Regions from separate parts of the Danio rerio genome. Here region 1 is linked to region 2. A link is a contact called in public Hi-C data. All regions are on one chromosome and are shown on one strand. Each heading gives the region's core, a stretch centred on a gene start, on an enhancer-like site or on the middle of the called end of the contact. The rest is flanking DNA. Distances are from core to core; before and after follow the strand shown. Region 1 holds the start of ece1 (endothelin converting enzyme 1). Region 2 holds the start of phf2 (PHD finger protein 2).

Region 1 (6,014 bases), core at 58-2,557, 260 kb before region 2:
ACAGTGCATTATGTTTTTCTTATTTGCAAGATATTAGTATTGAGCTTTAATTGCCATTTAGACATTTAAGGAAGCTAATAATATTGTATATTAATACAATTGTATAAATAATATTTGAGTTGTTGTTGTTGTTGTTGTTGTTGTAATTATTATTATTATTTTTATCATTATTATTATCATTATTATTATAATCATTATTATTATTATTATTATTATTATTATTATTATTATTATTATTTTATTTAAAATGGATTTCATTCTAGCCAAACTAAGCAAATAAATAAAATTGTGAAATACTGTAAAAAAGTCTTGGTTTGTTAAATATTACTTGAGAAATCTTGAGAAACACTCATACATAGAAACATTGTTTACACATATATTTTATATTGAAATATAAATAAACATTTTCTTAAATTTGGGCATGCATGTCTGTATTTATAATAACAAAGTACACACATATTATGTCAAAACAAACTTGATTAATTGTCATATATTTATATATTCTTTTGTTATTTATTTTTTTGTTTTTAATATTTTTATTTATTTCTAATTGTAATATTTTTCATTTATTTATTTTTATTCATTTTTTATAAATTTTTTTAATTCATTTTTATTTTATATTTATTTTATTAATAATTTGTAATCATTTTTTATTTATTTTAATATTCATATTTTACTTTATTTTTATTCATTTTTTCTTTATTTTATTATTTTTATTTTTTTATATTTTTATTTATTAAATTATTTTTATTTACTTTTTTATTTTATCATTCATTTTTTCATTTATTTTTTTGTTATTTTATTATTCATTTTTCATTCATTTTATTTATTTTTATTTATTTATTTATTTTATTAAATTTTTATTTAAAATAATTTTATTTTATTTTTCTAATTTTTAATTATTTTGTACTAAAATAAATATTACATTCAAATTTATACTATAAAACAATTAACATCTAATAAAACTAAATGCGTAAAGTTCTTTAACGTAAATGTGCTCTTTTAAATTTAATTGTCTTTTTTTCATAACAAATGTATCATCAAATATTAGTATATGCAATTAAAAACCTATACTGAACATGTATTTTATAAGTTCAGACAGGAACAGCAATGCCTCACTGCCATACCTATAAGGTGACTATTAAAGGCAGCTAAAAACATGCAATGGGAGTGGCCTCACCCAAGTCCCTCCCTCTGCTCAGGAATCCTCCAATGGTAAAACTGAATGGGTGGGACTTCACCTCGAGCAGGTCCCTCCCAGCCCTAAATGAAAGCCCATTGTGGAATGCACACATTCTCTCCTACATGTACACACACCCTCACGTATGTTCCTCAAGTCCTCTCTCCTTCCTGTTTTTCACAAGTTCCTGCCTTTTTACTGACGCTAGTGTTTGTCGCCTCACACTGGAAAAAGTTCAAGCTTCCCAGGAATCCCTTGTTTGAGATTCCTAACAAGGAGAGCTGGAAAGAAGAGCACTTTTAAACGCCTCCCAGCTCATGTTTGTTGTGAAGACCGAGCTGACCATGCTTTGGAGCTTATTTCCTTGGTGTAGCTGACATTGGTGAGGGGGGGTTGGAAAATTTGGCTTGGGAGGAGGTGAAAGAGAAAACCCCATTCACTGAAACGCTGAGCCGAGTGTCTCCTTGGGGAAATCTAAACTTCACCACCTTCTCCTTATAGCAATCCAGAGGAAAATTCTTCCCAAAAGCTGGTGAAACATGCCTGGGAGAGGAGATTTGGTTTAGTTATGGAGTCACTAAGGGAATCTATTCTTCATTTGACCTTTCAGATGTCTACTTATAAACGGGCCACGCTGGAGGAAGAGGAGCTGTTGGACACCGGTTCTGATGGGATCTACCACACCTCTAGCATGCAGGTGAGAACTCTTTTCTTTGGCTATATTTCTTTAAAGTATTTCTGTAATTGAGGTGTAGAGCAGTATTGTGGATCTCTTAACCAAATAAGACATTAAATGGTTCCAGAACACTGTGCCAAGTTACTTCCTCATGCTCCTTCTTTCAAACGTCCTCCGTGTTTTAGCGCAGTTCAAGTTGTTTTAATATGTCTGACACTTCTGTTTACTTTTAGTAGGTGCAGTGTTAGTTTAGTTATTTCTTTAAGGATCATGATCGTGGGAGAAAGAAAAAACTTAGAACTGACATTTTGGACATACATTTTTACATTTAGCACCATGTTCTTTTAATAGCATATTCATTTGCGCTACTTTGTGGACTCATGGCTGTGCTAGTCTAAAAAGGAGGTGTGTTAAGGCACATTATTGGCGTGTTGCTATTTTAAGAAACTGAAATAGACTGCACCACTGACCACCTCAAAGCTGGTCTAAAGTCCAGCGCAGAGCATGTTAGTTATGTGCCTATGCAGGTCCAAATGCTTACACATTGCTTAATACACACAGTATGTACAGAAATACACATATCTTTACATATGAAAACAATTTAAGGGTTAAAATTTACAAATATTATTATTTTGTTTGGATTTGTATAATGTTATTATTATTAGTAGAATCATTTATTATATGCATATTTGTTTAAATAAAAAAACAAGTTTAGATTTGTTCACCTGTTGGGTTTGGAGACATATGCATCACCATATGGGGCATAAGAATAGAACGTGTGTTCGGATAAAACTTAGTTGTTTGACCACATTTTGTTGGTCAAACTTTTGCTAGAAATTAAAAGTGAATTTAGAAACCGTTTTGAAACAAATCTTCATTGAAATTAGCTATGTAGACTAATGGATAACTTCAGTGGAGTGCGTACAACACCGTTTCCTCATCCGCGAAAGTAAAGACAAAGTAAAGAGGCCAATGGAGGAGGCTCGTTCTTTATCCTCGCACTGCACATGGTCTGTTTAACTGTTTTCTCATTAGTGAAGCTTTCAGTTTTTCCACGTACAAAGTGGGCCATGTAAATAACAAATGCTCCATGGCGCGACGCAACTGATTTTTAAAAAGGTACGGTAGATGACACTCTCACTGGTTTAATGCACGTTATGCTCAAAACACACTCATAACTCAGAAAAAAAAATCAGATTTGGACATGCCCGTAATGCATTTGTGCCGTGAGCTTTAGACTATGTGTCTAGATCGTTAAAATACAGCCCCAAGGCATTCATTTAATCCAGAATTCAGTGATAAGTAATAAAATTGTGAAACAAAATAAAATATATTTTCTTTATTTTAATATATTTAAAAATGCATTTTTGTTAGTGAAACAGTTCTATTATTTCAATGGTATTATAAAGTAATATAATCCTTTAATAAATCATTCTAAAATGCTGATTTGCTGCAAAGTAATTATTATTATTTAAATTGTAATAATATTATAACTTGTTCTTTGTTTATTTTTATATTCATTTATTGATTTTATAATAAATTTTTGCTAATATTTTTAATGATTTTAATGCATCCATGTTGAATAAAATAGCATTAAAATAACATACTCCATACATTTGACAAATAGCAGTGTATTCTTTTTTTCAAATAAAGTACACTGTAGGATTAAAACTGTACAGTTTGACTGATCTACTTCCACCCTGATCAGGCATTTGTTACCTTTTAGTAGTAGTTAAATTAAGTCACATTGATCCATTTATTTGACTTAAATTAAAACATTAAGTCAACACGTTGTATTACCTGCTTAAGCATTATTTTTTGCCAGACTCTTTCTGTTGCTGCTAATTTGCATAAAACTGGCAAATGTTTATATAGGAAATTAGATTCTTTGATCTCTGCTCTGTAAAATCAGCTAGCCCATTTCAGTGGACATTAATTCCTTTAAACACCGGAAATTGTATTAGATAAAGTACCTCTATACCTTGTAATAATCAATATATATATGTACCCTCTTTCATTTAGTCTTTTTCCCATACTCCACATTTGTTGTCAATTTGTTTTTATTTCGGTCAATGAGAAGTAGAACTTTAGAGTATTTAACCTTTCCTATAATATTTTCTCTGGATGACATGTGGAGAATTCAATGTTCTGGGATGGCTAATTGAAACCATCTCCCTCTCTTTGTTTTACTTTATCCCTCCGCTCTCGTTGACCTTCGAGAGCTCTGGGTTTGGCATTAGGGCTCATTGAAGCCACACAACACACACAAACACAAGTCACCCGGCACACATCCAAACTAAGCTGAGTAATTGCACAGCTGGGCACCTGGCCACTAGAGGAGACTTTTCAACTCTGTGAGCTCAGCAGGACTTAATCTGATTTGAGTTACAGAAATCATTACTTTAGTTTCTCCTGCACTTCTTATGCAAAGAGCTGATCAACTATGAAATGCACAAGACTTGTTTAATGGGTAGAGAATTGAAAGCAAAAGAGAAGTCATCAGGGGAAATGTTTAAAGCTTAAAGTGTTTAAATTTTAACTGAGATTTTAGCTACCTGAAACTGATCCTCTATGATTTTATACAAAGTTATTGGCATTTGGGACTTCATTCATTCATTTTTCTTCAGCTTAGTCTCTATTTCAGAGGTCGCCACAGGGGAATGAACTGCCAACTGTTCTGGCACATTTTTTGTGCAGCAGATGCCCTTCTAACCGCAACCCAGTATTGGGAAACACCCATACTTCACATTCATTAAGCCAGTTTAACCTACTCAATTCACCAAAACCGCATGTCTTTGGATTGTGGGGGAATCTAGAGTATGCGGAGGAAACCCACACAAATACGGCGAGAACATACAAACTCCAAACAGAAATGCCAACCGACACGGACTCGAATCAGTGACCTTCTTGCTGTGATGCCACAATGCTAACCACCACCCAAGTCACCATGCCACCCAGCTTTCAGAATTTTGGACAAAAAAAAGTAGAGGCAAAACTAAATTAATGATTCAAGTGGCTTTTGGCAGTAGATTGAGGTCTCATGAAGTGAAAATCATTAAATCTGTGCAAGAAATTGCACATTATTTACAATTATAACAATATTGGATTTTAATCCATCGCCTCAGCAAATGTTAATTGACTCCTAAATACATTTGATCCATCCTAAATATTATTCAAAAAATTGAATCATTATGCCCCAAATCGTACATTGTAAAATGAGTATTCTGAAGATTGGTTGGTCTAATCATCTCCTGTAGAAATACCTAGTGTAGTTCAAATCAGCACTCTAAAGGCTGATTTATACTTTGCCTGGCGCCACATCACGGACTCACACTGACTGCGCATGCACCTGCATTAAATGACATAAAACGACAGGGGGCGGTCAAAAGAAAGCGACTTTAAAATTAGATAGATAAACATAAAAGTAGGAAGTTTCCGAAACTGTCATATCATTGATATCGTTCAAGATTTTAAAACTAATTATTTTTATTCATTATTTTAATAAGTATAAAGATTTTTTTAAACCATTCAAGGTTTTTAAAAATCAAACTTTGATGCATCACTTTTTTTCATTTTTCGGACAGTTTTTTTTTTTTTATTAAAATTTATTAAAATATTAATAACAACAGAACATGGGTTACTCTACAAATATATTGAGTTGAAGTCAGAATTATTAGCCCCCCTGAATTGTTAGCCCCGTTTCCGATTTTTCCAACACATTTCTAAACATAATAGTTTTAATAACTCATTTCTAATAACTAATTTATTTTATCTTTGCCATGATGACAGTAAATAATATTATATAATATAATAGCTTAAAGTGAAATTTGAAGGCTTAACTAAGGTTAACTATAGGTTAACTGGGCAGCTTAGGGTAATAAGGCAAGTTATTGTATAACGATGATTTGTTCTGTAGTCTATCGAAAAAAAATTTGCTTAAAGGGGCTAATATTTTTGTCCTTAAAATGATGTTTAAAAATGTAAAAACTGCTTATATATATATATATATATATATATATATATATATATATATATATATATATATATATATATATATATATATATATATATATATATATATATATATACATATATATATATATACATATATATATATATATACATATATATATATATATATACATATATATATATATA
Region 2 (6,461 bases), core at 3,569-6,068:
TTATGAGGCTAAAACAATTTGCATGTAGCTAGCATAATTTCCAGATGACTAGCTTAATGCTAGCAACATGCTATTCATATTAACATCACAGTTAGGACATTTTTATGAATGACATTAAAATGTTTTAGTCTATGACTCAATGCTACTATCATGTTTTACATGTAGCTAGGAAATGCTAATATGGTTTAATATCTTAGCACAAAGTTAGCATATTTTCATGCGTTTTTAAAGTTTAATTAGCATGTAATTAGAATCAGCATGTAGCTAGTCACTGCTACCATGAGTCTAAAGCACCAATCCCCATGCTTCTATGATATTCTGTAGCAGAGATATTGTTGCGCCACTCAGATTTTCTTCAGAAAATATACATTTCTAGTTATTATTGTTCTGTAGATAGTTTAAACAATAGTTTTTTTATGTTTAAAATGTTTATTGTTTACAATGTGAAAGTATTTTTGGTGAATTTATATTGTAAACCGTTTTTCTTAATTAAATACTTGTTGATTAGTACTTTACTTTGATTATTACTTTATGAGCAGCTTTTACATTACATGCCATTTACATTGAGCTGCTACAATGTCATTGGACATATCAGGAAACTATTTATTAAATGCAGTGCGTTGGGTTATCCCTCAAAGATCATTATCGTTTTTATTCTTAGCTTTCCCACCGATGGGACAATGACGCTAAAAATGGTGTGACATTAATTTTAACAGAGCAAGCCTGCATATGCTGCCTCAACCTATGAAGTGATAAAAGACCGAAAGAAGCCCAAGTTGGCGACCGACGCACCACATCTGCCCTCAGATCACTCCACAGTGGCAGAAAACGGCTTGGCGGAGGGCAAAGATGCAGACCAGCTCATAGGGAACCAAGGGGAAAGCAGGGCTCCAAACCAACCTGAAAGTGCCTTTAGCAACGAATCTAAAATGTGCAATACTAATCCTCATTTAAATGCACTAAATGAAGATGGCGAGGGCCACAGAGATGAAGCTCTGAGCGTCGCCGTCTTAAAAGCAGAAGAGTAAACCTATTTTTATAGAGAGGGTGATAGATGGTGAAGCGTTAAGGAATATTTGGAAGGATGGAAGGCCTACAGTTGGTGCACATTTTTTCCTCTCCAAAGTGAAAAACGAGGACTTGGGAATCTTTGAAATCCCTCTTCGATGTCAACGAGTTTAAACCACAAGCAATGATGAGAAAACCTCTCGGTAAAACATAGATATACAAGTCAAAAAAATGGAGATTCATAGCAGTTTCATGATGATGATAGACTGTGTTCTCCCTGGTCGACGTTTCAGAACTGGTTACATGAAATTATTTTACTTTGACGATGAAATAGAGAAACTGAAATAACTGATTTTCCTTTGCCAGTCTTTTAGTTTTAGTACGTTGAGATTCAAGTACCATATATATATATATTTGCCATTGTAATTGAGTTTGTATCGTCACAGTAAATGCTTTTAATCTTATGGTTTGAAAACGTAAAGCTCACGATTTGAAAAAGAGAACACATTTCTCACGTGTCAGCGTTGTGAGTTTACTCCTGTTTCAAATGTGCGGTTGTTTTGACATTGAGTAACTAGTGTTAATACTACTGCATCTTGCGTTCTGATGATTTCGATGTCATACGATAGCGGTTAATGCGTCAAAGAAACGGTTTAAAACCTCACAAGCTCTTGAAAAGCACCGACGTCTCTTTTTTCCGTGTCAGAAAACGCCATGCATCAGTGATCAGCGATTACCGTGGTTTCTTGAATCAGCCGTAGCACATTAGTACAACTGTCTCAGCTAAACTTTCTGCATGGCTCACGATTAAAAGTTTTAAACAAACAAAATGGTGTATAGTTATAATGCATGTTGTCCTATTTCTTCATTACAAATACTGTGCCCATCTGCAAAATTGAAAAAATAAAGGCTGATAATCAGTAATAGTCCTATAAAAGGTGTTAACTGTTAGTCAGTAACTGATTTGCTCTAACCTTAAGTTGATTATTTTTGTGATTTATTGACCTCTGTTGTATTTACTCCAACATTATCTAGCCACTTTAAATATTGTTAATCCTGCTGTACTCATCACTGTATACATTACTGTTCTCTGTTGCTGTTTTCCGCATTCATACTAGCAGATCATCTCTGAAAAAACAAAATGTTTGAGAAAAAATGGCTTTGATCTTGATAAATTCTCCCCCTTTTCTTAGCTCGATACAAGTTTTTGCGAAACATTCGACCCTCCCATTTGAGAGTTTAGCCTAAGCAAGTACACTTGATGTTTACTTTAAAACGTAAATAAACGTACTTCTAAACGAGAATCATTACTTCTCCATCTAATCCTCCTGATGCTTTTCATTGCACATTAGTGATCAGAAATATGGTGTATTCCCCTCAGTCCCCTGCCGCAAGTCTAAGTAGGTTACCTTGATGTAAGTTGATCGGAGTTTCTTTCTAACTCATGGGTTGTTAAAGAATGAACTACTGTTGGGTTTGAGTGATTGTTGATAGGTTGTGGTGTGATGTATTTCGAAGGAAATTGAATGCAACTTACAATGCTTAATAAAAATCTTTATTCTTTTAGAATAATTCTCTGTGTATGTCTGCTTTTATGGGTTGATGATCTCTAGCTTTACTCTGTTTACAAGATGCTCTTGCTGTCACGTCAGATTTATTTTGAAGATCACACAGTGTTACGATAAAGGTTCCCTGGAGAATAAACTGTCAAGTCATGTTCATTAGTCATAAACTCAGTATTCTATAATCAGCAATATTCTAAAAACAGAACATTTAGTGTGTGGTAATACTCAACTTGTTTTACTTCACTATTAACTTCTACGCAAACTGATAGTTTCATCTTCCTCTGTTTCTGACTGTGAATGTGACTGTTGCAGCCTAGAGAACCATGAAAAGTTATGACATTTAGCACTGATAGAGTAAGTGTAATGACTCCATATTAGACGGTCTAGCACCACCAACAGGTCAAATTTGCAGTCATGTTTCAGAAAACCAAGTGAACTTTATGAACCCAGGTGACTTGATTTCTTTCATTTTCATCTAACTAGTTTTTTTAACACACACATACACGTATTTGTATTTACAGAGCTCAGCATAATTGAGGACTCCCCCTTTTGAAAATGAATATTATTATCTATATATCAGTCATTATAGGCAATGTATTTTGGTGCATTTAAACAAAACAGATTTATTAAACAGATATATTTGTTCAAATAATATTTTATTTACCAAACATATTTTGAAATTGAAATATGATGCAATTAAATTCAAGCAAAATATTCGCTGCTAAAATATTATATATATAACATAACTTTGGCAGTACTAGTTTTTTTTCTGTTATCATAAGTTATTTTGTTAGCTCCAGATTTGGCTTCAGTACTGACTAATCTAATGTGTATGCACTGATATAATATTGCATAACTTCCTATTAAAAATATGAATTTAAAAGAGAGCTGTAAGGGGTGTACTTATATATGCTGAGCACTGTATGTGTACATTAATTTTGATGGTCAGATTTCCGGCCTATTTTATTCTGAATTATACAATTTTACCAATTTTTTTGTTGTATAAAAATGAAATTTTCAAAGTGTAATAATTGTGAATATGCTCCAAATTAAATATGGAAATCCTAATAGAAACTTGCATTATTATTTAATTGCAGTCATGCTGTGAGCACAACGTATAAAATTGATTTTATTTACAAATTTGTGTCAAGTCTAAGATGATTTTATGGGCATATACAATATTATAAAAAGTATTTTTATATTAGTAGTAGGAATATATTGAATACAGTATTGATATGACAAACTATTTGTTTAACTGGTAATCTTTAACAAAATTAAGGCTTTATCATTGTGATATCTGATGGAAAATACCAAAACTGTGTAATTGGTACATTGCCCAAATCTACTATTCATTTGCAGTTATATAGCTTTACCTTGTCTCAGAGCTTCTGTTTAATATCTATATATGTTTATTAATAATTGCAACTGATGTAATTTCTCTCTTGTGTGTGTATAAGCTATTTATAGTCCATTTTAATGTCGTAATCTTCTCTGCCATCGAACATTTCCTGCTTGTTCTCATACTATATCATAATTGTAACAAGAGGCAATGCAATCATTTTTCATGTTAAAACAACTACCATAGCAGTAGTTATCAATATGTGGCTATTTTTGGATTCTTGGAAGCTATGGAAATGAAAAATGTAAACAGGAAATACATTAGGGTCATTGTTTACATTCCTCAAAGTGGTCTATATGTATTACTTGTTAATAATTCCTTAATAATAGTTAATAATTACTTTATATATATATATATATATATATATATATATATATATATATATATATATATATATATATATATATATATATTGCTTAAGTCATTTATTCTATAAAAAAATAATTATACAGTATGCACTAAACGTTTTTCATATATATATATATATATATATATATATATATATATATATATATATATATATATTACTTATAAATAGTTCCTTAATATTAGTTAATAATTACTAATATATATATATATATATATATATATATATATATATATATATATATATATATATATATATATATATATATATATATATATGTCATTTCTTCAAAAAATAAATAAATAAATATTTGCACTAAAAGTTTTTCACAGGATAAGTTCTGTCACTTTTGCTTTTAGTTTGCAATATATCTATAGTTAAAAATACAGAGCTCGTCCAGTTTTGAAGTAGCCCTCGGTGCTTTTAATCCTATCGCTCGTATGCCTTATAACCGCATGAGCCCTTATTAACGTGTCACAGACTCTGCTGCAGCTGCTTCGACGGTCGGCTGGAGATCCTGCCGGTGGATTTTCGTCTTTCTCTCGTCCCGGGAAACCCTAAGAAGCAGCCGCAGCGTTTAATGAGCTCCATTCATCTGGACCAGCATGACCGAGGCGATTTTTCCCGTCTTGTAGACTGACGTAACAATATTACAATGAAAGGATGCATTTTCTTGGGCTTCACGAGAGTCTCGGAGCTCGTATAGTCACCAGGGGGCATGAACACGTCAATGCAGCGCGGGAAACATTTTAACATCGCAACGTTGTAACGTCGGATCTGAGGAACGGTCGAATGGACGCAGGAGCAGCTCCGCGGCTCTTCGTATCGCTGTAGTTTGTGTTACGGGAGGTTCCTGCTGCCCCCATCCATCTCTCCGGCTGTTGTTGTGAATTGATCTAACATGGCGACTGTACCCGTGTATTGCATCTGCAGATTACCTTACGACGTAACCCAGTTTATGATCGAATGCGACGCCTGCAAAGACTGGTTTCACGGCAGGTAACCGCATTATTTCGTTCAACTATTTAAGTGTGGGTTTGGATGGAAGCGTTTTGCTCGCGTGCGCACATTTTGTATTGCTCCGAAGAGCGAGGGCCGCTTGAAGAAGAAGGCGGAGTTATATTTAGCTGGCTCGGTTGACACATTTTTGTGAACGCTACAAAAAGATTTGCTAATTCGTAAAGACATTTCGATGTTTTTTTGTGCGATGTGAGCTCGATATGCGTGCATCGCGCGCTTCGGTCGCGTCTCAGACTGGACGCTGTCGTAGTAGAGAGCCGAGTGGGTGTCTGCGAACCCGAGTGGCTTTTCTTTTACACATTTTACGTTCCTTTATGCGCCCTATTCGTTCCGTATCAGTGCTAAAACTGGCTTTGAAATGTGTTAAAACTGTCTCTGTCCGTTCTGGTGTCTGCTAGATGAATAATAGGCTGAATATGAGCCAGACGTTGCAGATTTCAGAGTCCCTCTGCACATTTTTTTAAAACCTGTATGACATCTAGCCATTATCACAGACCGTATTCATCATCATGGTCAAAACCAGTAAGTTCAGATTTATTCGCCCTGTGTGTATGTGTGTGCTGCGAAGCATCGCTGACAGCAGCGCGTAGTCGTAGCAAATGAGTTCAACCCGATCCAATAATGGGAGTCGATCTGTTATTTGTGGGTTTGATCTGAAATTCCCCCCCGCTGATTGTTTTGTTTTCGGAGCGCGAGCGAAATTAGCGCCAGAAACGCGTTTTAATTCTGTTCCGCGAATGTAAACAAAGAACAAGCGTTCCACTTCACTGACTGATACATTTACGCGCGTTTAATTTTAACCCTTTAACGAGCCCAGCGATCGTTACAGTTCATTCGCGGAGTCTGGGATGTGAGAATTACAGGACGACTGTTGTTCAACTGGCTAAAAGAGTGTGACTGTTTAACACGCGCGCGACGCCTTGTAAATAGTCTCGTTCTCATTGTCAGACTGAGTTCGCGGTTTACTGCATGTTGAAATGTGTAAAGAATTGTGTGGATTGACACTGCTGTGTTTGTTTCTGTTGCTGTGACTGAGCTTTACCGCCTTCAGTGATTTTAAACCTCTCTGACCTCTATTGAGAGGGCTGGGCGACTGATTCTC

What was found. A called contact is a pair of places that touch in the nucleus more often than the background predicts.
Region 1: a contact with region 2 is called in a Hi-C map of an unstated tissue, with 2.1 times the contacts expected there. The contact joins the promoter of ece1 here to the promoter of phf2 in region 2. A contact is called at or near these places in 1 of 18 Hi-C or Micro-C datasets (an unstated tissue) and 1 of 4 datasets of contacts at active chromatin or transcription factors (embryo).

What each region holds. Positions count from the first base shown.
Region 1 is chr11:30,059,669-30,065,682 of GRCz12tu, reverse strand. ece1 (endothelin converting enzyme 1) reads left to right here and starts at 1,307. Exons shown (of 18, transcript NM_001077792.2): 1 at 1,307-1,877. The coding sequence starts at 1,749.
Region 2 is chr11:29,798,872-29,805,332 of GRCz12tu, reverse strand. It overlaps phf2 (PHD finger protein 2), which reads left to right and starts at 4,818. Exons shown (of 22, transcript NM_001202418.1): 1 at 4,818-5,338. The coding sequence starts at 5,241. It also overlaps the pseudogene fam120a.